Linked DNA regions of Mus musculus: regions 1 and 3 are each linked to region 2. Evidence: chromatin contacts called from public HiChIP or PLAC-seq and Micro-C data. All regions are on one chromosome and are shown on one strand. The core of a region is the stretch at or near the end of the contact, and the rest is flanking DNA. Distances in the headings are between cores, read along the strand shown. Region 1 holds the start of Add1 (adducin 1 (alpha)). Region 2 holds the start of Cfap99 (cilia and flagella associated protein 99). Region 3 holds the start of Htt (huntingtin).

Region 1 (4,024 bases), core at 673-3,172, 280 kb after region 2:
CTAGTGTGGCAGCCAGCAGGCCCCAGTAATCCCCATCTCCACCCTTAATAGCCGGGTTACAGGGGTGCATGGCCATGCCCTGCTTTTTACGAGTGCTGGGGCCTGAAACTAAGGTCCTCATGCTTGAGCAACAAGTGCCCTTACCTCCTGAGCCATCTCCCCTACTTGAGTTCCTTGAATTTTTGACTTTAAATTTTCAAATATTTCTGCCCTTTCACCCCCTATGAAGTCCTACATCTCCTTCGTATGCTGTTCAATCTTGCCCAGTTTCTTTATGCTGTGCATTTGCCCTGTGTCTTCAAGTTAAGAAATCACTTCTTTTGAGGACAAATTGTCTCCTAACCCCATTCAGTGTTTTGTCACACTGTGGATTTTTTTCATCTGTACATGTCTGATTTCATTTTTATATCTTATTTGAGAGCAGGTGCCCACAGAGTACAGAGGAGTGTGTTGGATCTCTTGTAGCTGGACTTATAGGCAACATTTCTAAACTTTTATATCTCTATATATTTCATTTTTAATCACTCAACCCTCTCTCCAGTTAAAGTAGGGGCTTATGGAGGGCAGGTGATTAATGGAGTTTTGACTGATGTCCGACTCACAGTAGGTCCAATAGGTCCCCGGACACATCCTGTGGTGATTTCCCCAGTTCCAGAATGTATAATTGGGATAGATATACTCAGAAATTGGCAGAATTCTCATATTGGTTCCCTGAACTGTAGAGTGAGGGCTATTATGGTTGGAAAGGCCAAATGGAAGCCTTTAGAGTTGCCTCTGCCAAAGAAAATAGTGAATCAAAAACAGTATCGTATTCCTGGAGGAATTGCAGAAATTACTGCCACTATCAAGGACTTGAAAGATGCAGGGGTGGTGGTTCCCACCACATCTCCGTTTAACTCTCCTATCTGGCCAGTGCAGAAAACAGATGGATCATGGAGAATGACAGTTGATTATCGAAAACTCTCTCTCTTCAGCAAACTTTCACTGGCATTAGACTTGTTGCTGGGTGCTGGAGGATGTCAGAAAAGTCATCTGAGAACAGTCAACATGTAGGGCAAATGTTCCTAGGACAGAGGGTACTGACTGGAATCCACAACCTCTCTGACCCTTATGGGGTCAAACTCAGAGCTCTTGCTGTGAGGATCGGTTTGTTTTTGTTTTTTGAGACAGGGTTTCTCCGTGTATGTAGCCCTGACTGTCCTGGAACTCACTTTGTAGACCAGGCTGGCCTCGAACTCAGAATCCACCTGCCTCTGCCTCCCAAGTGCTGGGATTAAAGGCGTGCGCCACCACGCCTGGCTGAGGAGAGGCTTGGATACACACTTCTGTCACTTGAGCCAGGCTCGAGGCTTCAACCTTTAATGGTTTGAAGGGAACCAGGAGCGGGACCCCTTTGTTTCCTTTGGGTCTTTTAGGATTCAGTTGACAGGAGAGACAGTAGGGACTTGATCCTTAGGTTAGTTTACCAGGTCGCTGCCAGGTGGACTGGTTCTGCCAAGGCCTCACCTAGCCTCATTCCCTGCCTCTGAAGAGGCCTCGGTGTTTGTTAATCCACTGTCATCCGGCGGGCCCTTCCTGTCTGTGGAGCTTTATCAGAGCACACACAGACATCTCAGTCCTGACTCCACCCTGATTGACAGCCCAGTCTCCCAAACTGCCTACTGATCTTCTCGCCTGAAGCGCACCTAGACCGTGTCCGTTCGCAGTCAGTTTGTGGGTCTGACCGTCTCAGTGGGAGAACTAGCGTTCCTGTGAGCAGGTGCACCAGCCCGCCGTCCCGGACGCAGCCAAAGCGACCCCTAATCCCACTGTGACACCGCCTTCAGCCGGAGGCCGGAGTCTACCCTTCTCTCCGCCTCCCAGGGCCCCGCCCTTCTCCGGGCCTGCCCCTTGCTTAAGATTGACCAATAACAGAGAGTAGTGCTGGACGGCGGTAGGGCGTTCAGACCAATGGGGCTGTGCATTGTTGGGCCGCAGCGCCGCAGGCCGCACCCAGCTTGGCGGCGGGGGCGAGTAGAGGGGTGAGGGTTGAGGGCGGGAGAGGACGAGGGCTGCTGCAGGCGGCGGGGGGTGCGCGGCAGCCAGGGGGCGGAGCCCAGCGCGAGCCGCAGGCGAGGCGGCGGCCGCACTCGGACCCGGGAAGCCGTGCTCTCTCCCCGATTCTCCGCGGAGGTGAGGCCCGGGAGCGCGGCGAGGTCTCCGGGGCCCCCAGCGGGCGTAGGGCAGGGGCGGCGGTGCTGGGCGGGCAGGGCAGGGCTGGGCAGGGCCCGGGGCCTCTGGGGCGCCTCTGGTGCGCTGAGGAGGGCGCGGCTAGGTCGCTGCGGCGCGGGGTGCCCGGGGTCTAGGTGCTTGCCTCCGAGTGCGGGGGCGAGGACACTGCATCGTCGCTTCCCAGGATGGCCCGGACGGACGCGGGGTTCTCTGTGGAAGCGGCTTGCTCGGCTCTGAGCTTCCTGGTGGGCCTCGGGGTCCTCCCGGGTCAGCATTGTGCTAATGGTGGCTCCAAATGCTGGTCACTGCAGAGATTGTGGAAAGGTGCATCTGGGTTCCGCTTGTCGGCTCTTTTAAAAACTGACACCTTCTGCCCCAAGAGAAAAAAGCCAGCTCTGTCCACGGATGGTAGTAATGAGGTGGTCGTGGAACTTCCTGGAGATGGGGCTTGCCTTTCCTCTCTGTTTTATCGTTCAGACCTCTTCCTAAAAACACTTCGTTTTTATAATTCAGTTCCTGGTTCAAGGTATTTGGTAGATGAGTTGTGTTTGTTTTATGCACACCCATCTTAAAAATAAATATTTTGGTTCACCTGAAACTGCTGTTGTTTTGACCATGATTTTAGGCCTAACGTTGTTAAACTCCCAAAGACCAAGAACAAAGCTAAAATCTGTCTATGCATAACTGCTCAAGAATTTCAGAGAGATTGTGTGTTTGTCAAAAGTGGGTTGAAATCTCAGTCGGGATAGGAACTAGATTGCTAAGGGATCCGCTATGTCTCCTTTGCAAGCAAGCTGGGAGTCGTGGGTGGACTCAACAGGCTCCAGAGAGGAAGGAGGTTGCAGGTCGGAGGTGAGTTTTATGCGGGTGGGATTCTAAAAATCGCAGTCTTTAATTAAAGCCAGTGACGTAGGGATCACATTTTAATTCTAAAACTTTGCTATGCTTCGTCAATTCGCAGCCCAGAATGGTCTGGAACTGAAAATTTCTGCCTCTGCCCCTAGTTCTAGGATTACCTTGAGGTTGACACCACACCCTGATAGTAAAGTTGTTTTTTGAGGAAGTATGAATGGTGTTGACCTTCAGAACAGCTTTTCAGGGTTTAGATGTGGTTTCGCAGAGGTGCAGGTCGGTGTGGTTAGTTTACTCATGTGTGTGTAGGTTAGTGAGAGTCAGCAAATGAAGCGACTAGGAATTCTAATCATTCTGCAAACTGGGATAGTGTCCTTTCTAAGATCTGTTTTACATAAACCATTCAGGTTTTCACTTAACTCTTGGTATTATCTGATACTATTGTTTTTGTTGCTTTGCTACACACACACACACACACCATTCATTTCATGTAATCATGTTGAGTCAGGACATTAAATACTGAAATGCTTCAGACAATACTGTGCTGGCTAGGGTTTAAAGTTAACTTGACACAGGCGAGAGTAATTTGAGAAGGAACCTCACCTGAGAAAATGTCCCTACCAGATTGGCTAGGGGGCAAGTCTGTTGTGCACGGTTTTTGATAGATGATTGACGTGGGAGCTCAATGTGTAGGTGGTGCCCTTGCTGGGCAGGTGGTCTGGGTGCTACAGGAGAGCAGGCTGAGCAAGCCATTAGAGCAGGCCAGTAAGCAGCCCTCCTCCATGGCCTCTGCAGCAGTCAGCTCTTTTCCTGCAGAGTTCCTGCCCTAACTTCCTCTGGATGATGGACTAGAAGCTGTAAGGTGAAGCAAACCCTTTCCTCCCCAGGTTGAGTTTGTGTTTTATTACAGCACTAAAAACCCTAACTAAGACAAGTGCCCAGGTATTTTTACTGCATGAGG
Region 2 (4,699 bases), core at 1,307-3,806:
CTAGTAGAGCCCAAGACTACCTGCCTAGAGATTGGGGGGGGGGGGGCGCACAAGGGGCCTTTTCCCCTTGATCACTAATTGAGAAAATGCCTTACAGCCTTACAGTTGGATCTCATGGAGGCATTTCCTCAACTGAAGTCCTTTCTCTGTGATAATTCCAGCTATGTCAAGTTGACACAAAACTAGCCGGTACACATTCTGAGAAGCATTCTGAGAGACAGGGACGTAGCTCGGGCATGCAAACACTCCCACCTGCTCCCCTGACATTTGTTATTGAAAAAGTAAATCCCACCTCTGCAATGACTTTTTCAGTACTGAACTTGTGTTGTTGTTGTTGTTGTTGTTGTTGTCGTTTGGTTTTGTTTTTCTTGTGCTAAAAATTCACTCAATTGGGGCGGGGGGCACTCCTTGTGCAGATAAGCAGAGCAGGAGCTGCTGCAGCCGCTAGCAGACCCACTAACCATCAGCAGGCAGGACTGTGCACATTGAAGGGATTGCAGCAAAGAGAGTGCCAGACGCCTAGGGCGTGGCTAAGGGCAAGCAAGACTCAAACCACACCCATCGCAAGGGTCGCAAGGGTTCCCCACACACAACCCCACCCCCCAGTATATTTGCCCACAACCAGGAAGACAGGAGCACGAGCCGCTGCTGCACCAGCGCACAAGACTCCAGAATACCTTCTGTCCAGTCCGAGGCTGATCAAAGGCAGCCCCATGCTTTGTAAGCCTTCACCCCAACATTCTCTAACCTAAGGAAAAACTTCCCGACCTCGGCAGACAAAAACTGTAACAGATTCAGATCCCTGAAAGTCCCCTAAACCTCAAATGCCAGTCTTCCAAACAGACCAGCTGTCTCTCCAGAATACTCGCCCCACTCCGAGAGACCATTCACAGAGTCTGGGACAGAAACCCTAAATCAAGAAATGTGGCTAGTCACGGCGGGAGAGCGGTCAGTTCCTTGGGTGGGCCAAAGAGAAGGAGGCCTCTGACTTCGGAGATACCAGCACGCAGCCGCTGCACTGCTCCCGCCCTTAGTCTTTGCAGTGACCCCACCCAGGTCGTGACCCTCTGAAGACCTCCAGCGTTGGCGTCCCCAGACTCCGCCAACCCCCAACACGCAGCTTTGGACGCCGCAGCTGCGTCCTGGATCTTCGCTGGATCCTAGCTTTGCATCGCCCAGCTGCGAACAGAGCGCACCGGGTCCGGCTCCGGGCTGCCAGCCCCAGGCAGGCAGCGGGACGCAGCGCCCGCAGTGCGACTGGCACGGCTGCCGGGGCGCGCCGCCTGGACCCGAACTGGCTGGTGAATCGCACCTCCGGCCCACTGAAGCTTCAAGCTCCACGAGCCTCACCCCGCGACTGGGCAGAGGACTGGTCGGAGATCCAAAAGGGTGCAGGCGGCTACCGGAACAGGATAGAGATGAGAACTGGACCAAGATCCAATTACTCCGTTTTGGGATAGAGGACCAGACCGCGGCGTGAGGGACCTCTAAGATACGGGAAGAAAGAGTCTGACCAAAGCCTAAGGTTGGAGAAAGGGGAATGAAACGGTCGGTTCCCAAGTGCGAAGGGAGGGTGGGAGACCCACTATCCTAGGACAGAATAATTGTGTTGCGAAAAGATGAAGGAGCATCAGCGGTGAGGCTAGAGGGAACCAAGAGAAGTAGGGGCTCTGAGCACGCAGGCTGGGACCGCTGGGTGCGAGCTGGAGCCAGCCCATCTAGTATCCAGACGAGGAGAAACATGACAGTACACCCAGGCCCGAAAGAAAGAGCCCCGTCTGGTACTGGAAAAGAGCAGTCAATGCGCGCCAGGTACATGGTCTGTCCAAGTCGCGGAATGCAGGGAAAGGGCATCCCATGAACTGGAGAAAGAAATTCATACAGGGCCAAGGAAACGAGGTCTATCTATCAAGGAGGGACCTGCAGGATAAGGGATCTGGAGGGGGGAAAGCGCGACGCCGGGACATGGTCCGCAGCTGGAGCCGCTCACCTTGGGTTTGTACAGCCACTTTCGGAATCTGTTCATCATCGCCGCGCCGGCCCGAGCCACGCTCCGGGCGGCCCTCGCCCTCTGCAGCGCTGCGCCCGGGTCCGGCTGCGGCGCGGGGTGGACACGCAGGCAGGGCCGGGACCTGCTTGAGCAAGCAGATCGTGTGCGCGGCGCCTAGCGCCGAGCAGCTGGCTGCAGGTGCGCGGGGCAGGTGCGCGGCCGGAAGGATGCTCAGCAAGCGGCGCGCGGCCGACCCAAACCCGCGAGCGGGCGGGCGCGCGGAAAGGCGCGGGCACAGGGCGCGCGGTGCTTCACGGCTTAAGAGCACCCAGCGCCTCCGCCGGTCACGACCGCACATGCGCCGGAGGCGCCGCACGCCCCCGGCCCGCTGCAAGTGGTGGATGGGGCGAGCCCGGCGAGGCCGCCAATCCCCGCCCAACGCCACGCCGTACCCCACCCGGGACGCGCACCAAGGGAGGGAGGCTCAGGACTACAGGTCCCGGCGCCCACCGCGGGCAGGGCCTGCGCGGCGTTGCTAGGTGACGGCGCCCAAACGATGCCTAGGCGATCTGCGGGTACCGGAGCTGGCCAGTGAACGCTCCCGCCCGCGGCGCCTGGACAGACTACGAGGTTAAAGCCAAGGAAGGCCAAGAGGCCCGCAGGTAGGCAGGCAGGTTAAGGTGAGGGGCCGCCACAGGGAGCCAGGCACAGCCCATCCTCTTCTCCCTAACTCGTTTTCTCCAGTTCTCCAATCTTTGCCTATTTTCTGGCCTTAGCGAGCTACCTTTGCGCTTTTCTTCCCACCTCCAAAAATAAAAGTAGGGTGTTTTCCACCACCTCCAATCAATCTCTCTCTCTCCCTCCCTCTCCCTCCCTCCCTCCCTCCCTCCCTCCCTCCCTCTCTCCCTCTCTCCCTCTCTCCCTCTCTCTCTCTCTCTGTTAACAGGTGACCCAGATGACTACCTCTTAATACAGTGTGTGTACCCTAGCAGTTCCTGCATCTTCCCTTAGCCCCTCAGCCCTGGACCTGCTTTGTAGCTCCCTTCTTACTCCTTGGAAGCTGCTCTCCACCCATTTCTATGTAGTTCCAGGCAGCTACGTGGTTTTAAAAACATTTTTTCCCTCCAGCCTAAATGCTTGAATTCAGATGTTTGCCTGTTCTTCACTATTTGTACAACTAACAGATCACCTTAGAGTCAACATGTCCACAACTGTATACTCTCTCAGTCATAAAAACTGCTTGTGGGGCTGGGAAGATAGCTCAATCAGTGACGTGTTTGCCTAATTAGTGGAAGAAGGTTCAGCATGCCAGAACTCACTGGAAAAACAAAAACAAAAACAAAAACCCTAGGCATGGACTGGAGAGATAGCACGGTGATTAAGAGCAGTGGGTGCTCTTGGCAAGGCCCCAGATTCAGTCACCAGCACCTCCATGGCTGCTCACAACTTTCTGTAACTCCACCTCCAAATAATCAAACCCCTCTTCTGGACTTCATGGGCCCTGCATGCATGTGATGCACATACATACATGCAGGCAAATACACATAAACATAAGAAATAAATATATTTTTGTAAAAAAGGCCAGGCATTATGACATTTACAATCGCTGCACTTCAGAGGCTAAGAAGATGGACCCACGGGGTTCACTAGTCAATGTAGCCTATTGCCTAGTTGGTGAGCACCACAATAATGGGAAACTCTGCCCAAAACACAAGGTGGAGCTGGGCGTGGCGGCGCACGCCTTTAATCCCAGCACTTGGGAGGCAGAGGCAGGCAGATTTCTGAGTTTGAGGCCATCCTGGTCTACAAAGTGAGTTCCAGGACAGCCAGGGCTACACTACGGTCATTTTCTGGCCGCCCCATGGAAGTGCACACACTTACATATGCACCCATATATACACGCACATAAAAATAAGTAAAAAAATTTTAAAAGAAAACTAAAAGCAGCTCTTCCCAAAGCCATCATCTTCTCCAAGTGAAGACGTTGAGCAGACACATGAATTCATGTCCAGTAGTAAGTAGATTAATAAATTATCTGGTGTCTGTTCACCCTTGGCCAACTCCAAAGCCTGGGGCTATTACTGTGCAGAAGCTGTTTCTATGCTTCATATTGGAAGTTGTGCCCAAGATAAAGGCTGAGCCCAAGGAGGTAGGTATATCAGGATCAGGCTTAACTATAGGCAGAAAGATCCCAGCATGACAGATTTGTTCACATTCAAGAGATGTGTGCAGGGCTGGTGAGATGGCTCAGCGGGTAAGAGCACTGACTACTCTTTTGAAGGTTCTGAGTTCAAAACCCAACAACCACATGGTGGCTCACAACCACCCGTAATGAGATCTGATGCCCTCTTCTGGTGTGTCTGAAGTCAGCTACAGTGTACTTACATATAAATCTTTAAAAAAGAGAGAGAGATGTGTGCAGAGGTAATTCTGGACATGCAACAGGAACCAGCTTTCTGGCTACCATCCTTGACCTGTTTACTGAGGATTCAGGATGGCTGCACTGGTTCTAGCCATCGCCTCCTAAGCCCATGAACCTACTGGAAAAGAGAAGAAAGAGATGTCCTACACTTCAGGCTAATGCTCCCACAGTTTATTCTCTAGTACTTCTGAGAGATGGAAGAACTTGTACACACGACCATAGCCAGCTTTCAAGGAGGCTGAGAAATGTCACTGACCGGTTGGGTAACAATAGGCCCAAGTGAGAGT
Region 3 (4,342 bases), core at 353-2,852, 470 kb after region 2:
CCAGCTGTTAGAGGCTGCCTCATGTGAGAGCTAGCACTGGCACTGTGCATCTAATAGTGCCATTAGTAACAGAGGGGACATAGAATCTAAAGGCTGTTTCTCTGCTCTCCTTCCCAGTTTAACAGCGGCGGGCTTATACCCCTACAGTAACAGTGTTGGTTTCTGTATACTTGGCCATTTCGAGAAAATGGAGTGCCTTATGGCCATGGAATAGGGCATTTGATTCTTACAGGTAGCCTGAAGCTTCATTGGGTTTCTCACTGCATGGATCACCTCCAGACAGCTTTTTCTGAAGCCGGAACGGTTTTGTTTGTTTGTTTGAGACAGGGTTTCTATGTAGCTCTGGCTGTCCTGGAACTCACTTTGTAGAACAGGCTGACCTATAACTCAGAGATCTGCCTGCCTCTGCCTCCAGACTGCTGAGATTAAAGGTGTGTTCTATCACTGCTTGGCTTTTTCCTTTTCCTTTTTCTTTTGAGACAAGTTCTGATACAGCCCATGCTGACTTGAATTCACTATGAAGCCAAGGAAAACCTGGAACTCCTGATCCTCGTTCTACCTGCAGAGTACATGATTACCACCCCTGGTTTATAAAATGCAGGGATTGAACTCAGAGCTTCGTGCATGCTACTCAAAAAGCATTCTACAAGTGCTGTGATTAAAGGCATGCACCACCATGCCCGGTTGAAGCCAACACTTTTTGCTGGGCAGACTGCAGGGGCAGCTTGGGTGTATCCACACCATTTTCAGCTTCCTGCTTTAATTGCTCACCTTTGGGAGATGGAGGCTCTAGAGACAAGGACTTCAGCGCTGGTGGCAATGAGACCCCTTGTAGGTCCTGGCTGGTTGCCACAGCACTTTCCAGGGTCCGTGTCTCAATGTAGAGTGTGTGACCAAAGTTGCATGAAACACAGCCTTTCTTTGGACAGTAACTACTGCTGCCTGCCTGAAACCCTTTCTCAGCCTTCGCTGCCTGCTTGAAACCCTTTCTCAGCCTTCTCTACTGCAGACACTTCTGGGGCTTCGGGGTCCACGGATCATAAAGGGTTCTTTGGTCCTGAATACAGGTCACTCTGGTTCCCTTCTCATTGCAGGGAGCTCCCAGCACGCTGCGTTCGGGAAGCTCAGGCCACCACCTGGCTTGTGGAAGAGAGAGCTGCTTTGGGTTTCGGGTTCCGAGCTCCACAATCGCTTTCCCGGTGACTCCAGGTGTAGGGTGGCTTTACGCAGGAAAATTTCTTCGCTGTCATTCCCCTTTCCAACCTTTTCTTCCTTCCGGGTCTCCCCAACTCCTCTGCCCACCTCCTCACTTCTTTTCTATCGCTGGTGCCAGGGAGCCGCCCTAAAGCCCACTCTCCGCTCAGCTCCGTCCCTCATCTAGCAGCCCGCCCCGCCCACCTCATCCTCTTGCTTGGCCCTCTTCACTAAGGGGGGCTGGCTTTTGCGGGAAGGGGCGGGGCCACATCGGCGGGGCGGAGAGTCTTAAACTAGCAGAGGCCCCGCAGGCCTGCGTCCTGACTTCGGGAAAGAGGACGACGCATCCGCCTGTCAATTCTGCGGGTCTGGCGTGGCCTCGTCTCCGCCGGCATGACGTCACGGGACGCACTCGCCGCGAGGGTTGCCGGGACGGGCCCAAGATGGCTGAGCGCCTTGGTTCCGCTTCTGCCTGCCGCGCAGAGCCCCATTCATTGCCTTGCTGCTAAGTGGCGCCGCGTAGTGCCAGTAGGCTCCAAGTCTTCAGGGTCTGTCCCATCGGGCAGGAAGCCGTCATGGCAACCCTGGAAAAGCTGATGAAGGCTTTCGAGTCGCTCAAGTCGTTTCAGCAGCAACAGCAGCAGCAGCCACCGCCGCAGGCGCCGCCGCCACCGCCGCCGCCGCCTCCGCCTCAACCCCCTCAGCCGCCGCCTCAGGGGCAGCCGCCGCCGCCACCACCGCCGCTGCCAGGTCCGGCAGAGGAACCGCTGCACCGACCGTGAGTCCGGGCGCCGCAGCTCCCGCCCGGGCCCCGCGCCCCTGGCCTGCGTGCTGGGCATGGCCAACACTGTTCCCTGTCCAGAGGGTCGCGGTACCTCCCTGAGGCCAGGCTTTCCCGGCCCGGGCCCTCGTCTTGCGGGGTCTCTGGCCTCCCTCAGAGGAGACAGAGCCGGGTCAGGCCAGCCAGGGACTCGCTGAGGGGCGTCACGACTCCAGTGCCTTCGCCGTTCCCAGTTTGCGAAGTTAGGGAACGAACTTGTTTCTCTCTTCTGGAGAAACTGGGGCGGTGGCGCACATGACTGTTGTGAAGAGAACTTGGAGAGGCAGAGATCTCTAGGGTTACCTCCTCATCAGGCCTAAGAGCTGGGAGTGCAGGACAGCGTGAGAGATGTGCGGGTAGTGGATGACATAATGCTTTTAGGAGGTCTCGGCGGGAGTGCTGAGGGCGGGGGAGTGTGAACGCATCCAATGGGATATTCTTTTTCCAAGTGACACTTGAAGCAGCCTGTGACTCGAGGCACTTCGTACTCTCCTGGCGTTTCATTTAGTTTGTGGTGTAGTGTAGTTAAACCAGGTTTTAAGCATAGCCAGAGAGGTGTGCTTCTGTGTGTCTGCAGGCAGTTGGATGAGTTGTATTTGTCAAGTACATGGTGAGTTACTTAGGTGTGATTATTAATAAAAAACTATATGTGTGCATATATATGAAAGAGTCGACTTATACTTAACTGCCTATCGATTTTTTGTTCTATATAAAACGGATACATTGGTGGTGCTCAGTTTTCACCGGGGAATGAATTTTACTAGTGTTGCAGACAGGCTTGTTTTAGAACATAGGCCACTCTGACTCTGACTTTGTGCCAGTAAAAGTTCCTGTTTAGTTCTTTGCTGACATCTTATAGATCTTTGGAAGCTAGCTGCTTGTGACTGGAGAGAATATTGAAACAGAAGAGAGACCATGAGTCACAGTGCTCTAAGAGAAAAGAGACGCTCAAAACATTTCCTGGAAATCCATGCTGAGTGTTGAGCCCTGTGCTCTCTTGCAGCTCAGTCCTTTCTCTCAACTCTGGGCATTTTATTTCTAATCTGGATTTGTATAATTAATAAGGAGAACTTTTGGGAACAACCTACTAAAGAATGTCATCATTAAAACTCACTTAGAAAATAAGTGTTCTGGTGATATCATTGAGCTATGTTCCCAGTCCTGAGAGTTTGTTTTTTTTTTTTTTTTTAAATAAAGATTTGGGGAGAAAAGGTGGCTTACTTGATAGAACAAAATATAGGAATAAAATTTCCTTCTATAAGGTGAAAAGTGTGAATAGAAAACTTCTTATCCTCTAGATAAGTAGTTTCTTTTTGCTTTTGAGAGTCTCACTATGTAACTCTTGACCTGAACTCAGAGAGATCCATCCTCCTGCCTCTGCCTCCTCTCTCTGGGATTAAAGGCATGTGGCACCATGCTGGGCTGTCCAAGTATGCCACAGACCCTCTAGGTCCCTGGTCTTCGAGGAACGGGATTTCTTAGGCAGATGGGTAAGGAGTCGGATGAAAATGACAATCAGCCACACACAAGAGAGGTGTTGAATCTGAATGTAATGTTCTGGTTGAGCTTCAGACTTATATAACAACGAATTATCAGAGGATACAAATCACAAAAAGACAAGATACACTGAAATTCACCAGTTACAGCAGAAAGGAATTTGCAGGGACTAATTAAATGTTTACATTAGGGATAACAAGCCCTGCCTAGGATCAGCCTAATGCCAGGCAAGAATTTCACACTTTAAGGTTAAAAGCATCAGGGGGTTGTTAACTCTTGACAGGCCTTAAGAGTAATGTGCTATCACTGAGCTCTAAATTCTTAGGTCTAGTAAAACTTATCCTGTCTGGAGAGTTCCCCCTTATCAGGGTAGTATATCAACTTATACTTGACATGGAATGAAGCCTGTAGTAAAACATTTCTATCTCAGTGAGACTTTTAGTCTCTATCTGTAAACAGCTGAGTAAAATGGCAAGTGCTTAATTGTTTACTGAATGGGTTAAGCTCCTTGCTGCTATCTGGAATCTAAGAACACTGGGGAAAGGCTTTAGCTATGTTAGAATACAATATTAAAAGGCATTTACTATAAGGTGATGCTTAATAGAGTGCACGTGAATCTATACACTAGATTAATGTGGTGGAAATTTGAATATAATGGGTTAGGGAAAGAGATGCCATAACTCTGGGAGGAAAATTTCCCTGGACTCTTATCCTCGTGAAACAGCTTCCAGGCTTTTCGCCTGACAAACCGATCCAAACTGGAGAGTTGGCTTTCGCCAGAATATCCAGGAGGAGAGTCCTAGAAATTCATTTCTCATGAGCAGCTTTTTG

What was found. Hi-C and Micro-C count contacts between places; a contact is called where the count stands out from the background. HiChIP or PLAC-seq counts read pairs in DNA pulled down with a chosen protein or histone mark.
Region 1: a contact with region 2 is called in a Micro-C map of embryonic stem cells, with 3 times the contacts expected there. The contact joins the promoter of Add1 here to the promoter of Cfap99 in region 2. A contact is called at or near these places in 1 of 39 promoter capture datasets (neural stem cells), 1 of 484 Hi-C or Micro-C datasets (embryonic stem cells), 3 of 115 datasets of contacts at active chromatin or transcription factors (embryonic forebrain, embryonic stem cells and extraembryonic endoderm stem cells) and 1 of 9 other capture datasets (adipose tissue).
Region 3: a contact with region 2 is called in an H3K27ac HiChIP or PLAC-seq map of extraembryonic endoderm stem cells, with 2.2 times the contacts expected there. The contact joins the promoter of Htt here to the promoter of Cfap99 in region 2. A contact is called at or near these places in 2 of 39 promoter capture datasets (the C10 cell line and liver), 1 of 484 Hi-C or Micro-C datasets (embryonic stem cells), 5 of 115 datasets of contacts at active chromatin or transcription factors (the 230-238 cell line, astrocytes, extraembryonic endoderm stem cells and 2 more) and 1 of 9 other capture datasets (adipose tissue).

The regions. Positions count from the first base shown.
Region 1 is chr5:34,571,742-34,575,765 of GRCm38.p6, forward strand. Add1 (adducin 1 (alpha)) reads left to right here and starts at 1,923. Exons shown (of 16, transcript NM_001331082.1): 1 at 1,923-2,172. Mir7036b (microRNA 7036b) reads left to right here and starts at 2,410; the gene lies at 2,410-2,472.
Region 2 is chr5:34,286,109-34,290,807 of GRCm38.p6, forward strand. It overlaps Cfap99 (cilia and flagella associated protein 99), which reads left to right and starts at 2,557. Exons shown (of 16, transcript NM_001370805.1): 1 at 2,557-2,652. Zfyve28 (zinc finger, FYVE domain containing 28) reads right to left here and starts at 2,216. Exons shown (of 13, transcript NM_001015039.1): 1 at 1,991-2,216. The coding sequence starts at 2,029.
Region 3 is chr5:34,760,138-34,764,479 of GRCm38.p6, forward strand. It overlaps Htt (huntingtin), which reads left to right and starts at 1,603. Exons shown (of 67, transcript NM_010414.3): 1 at 1,603-1,972. The coding sequence starts at 1,770.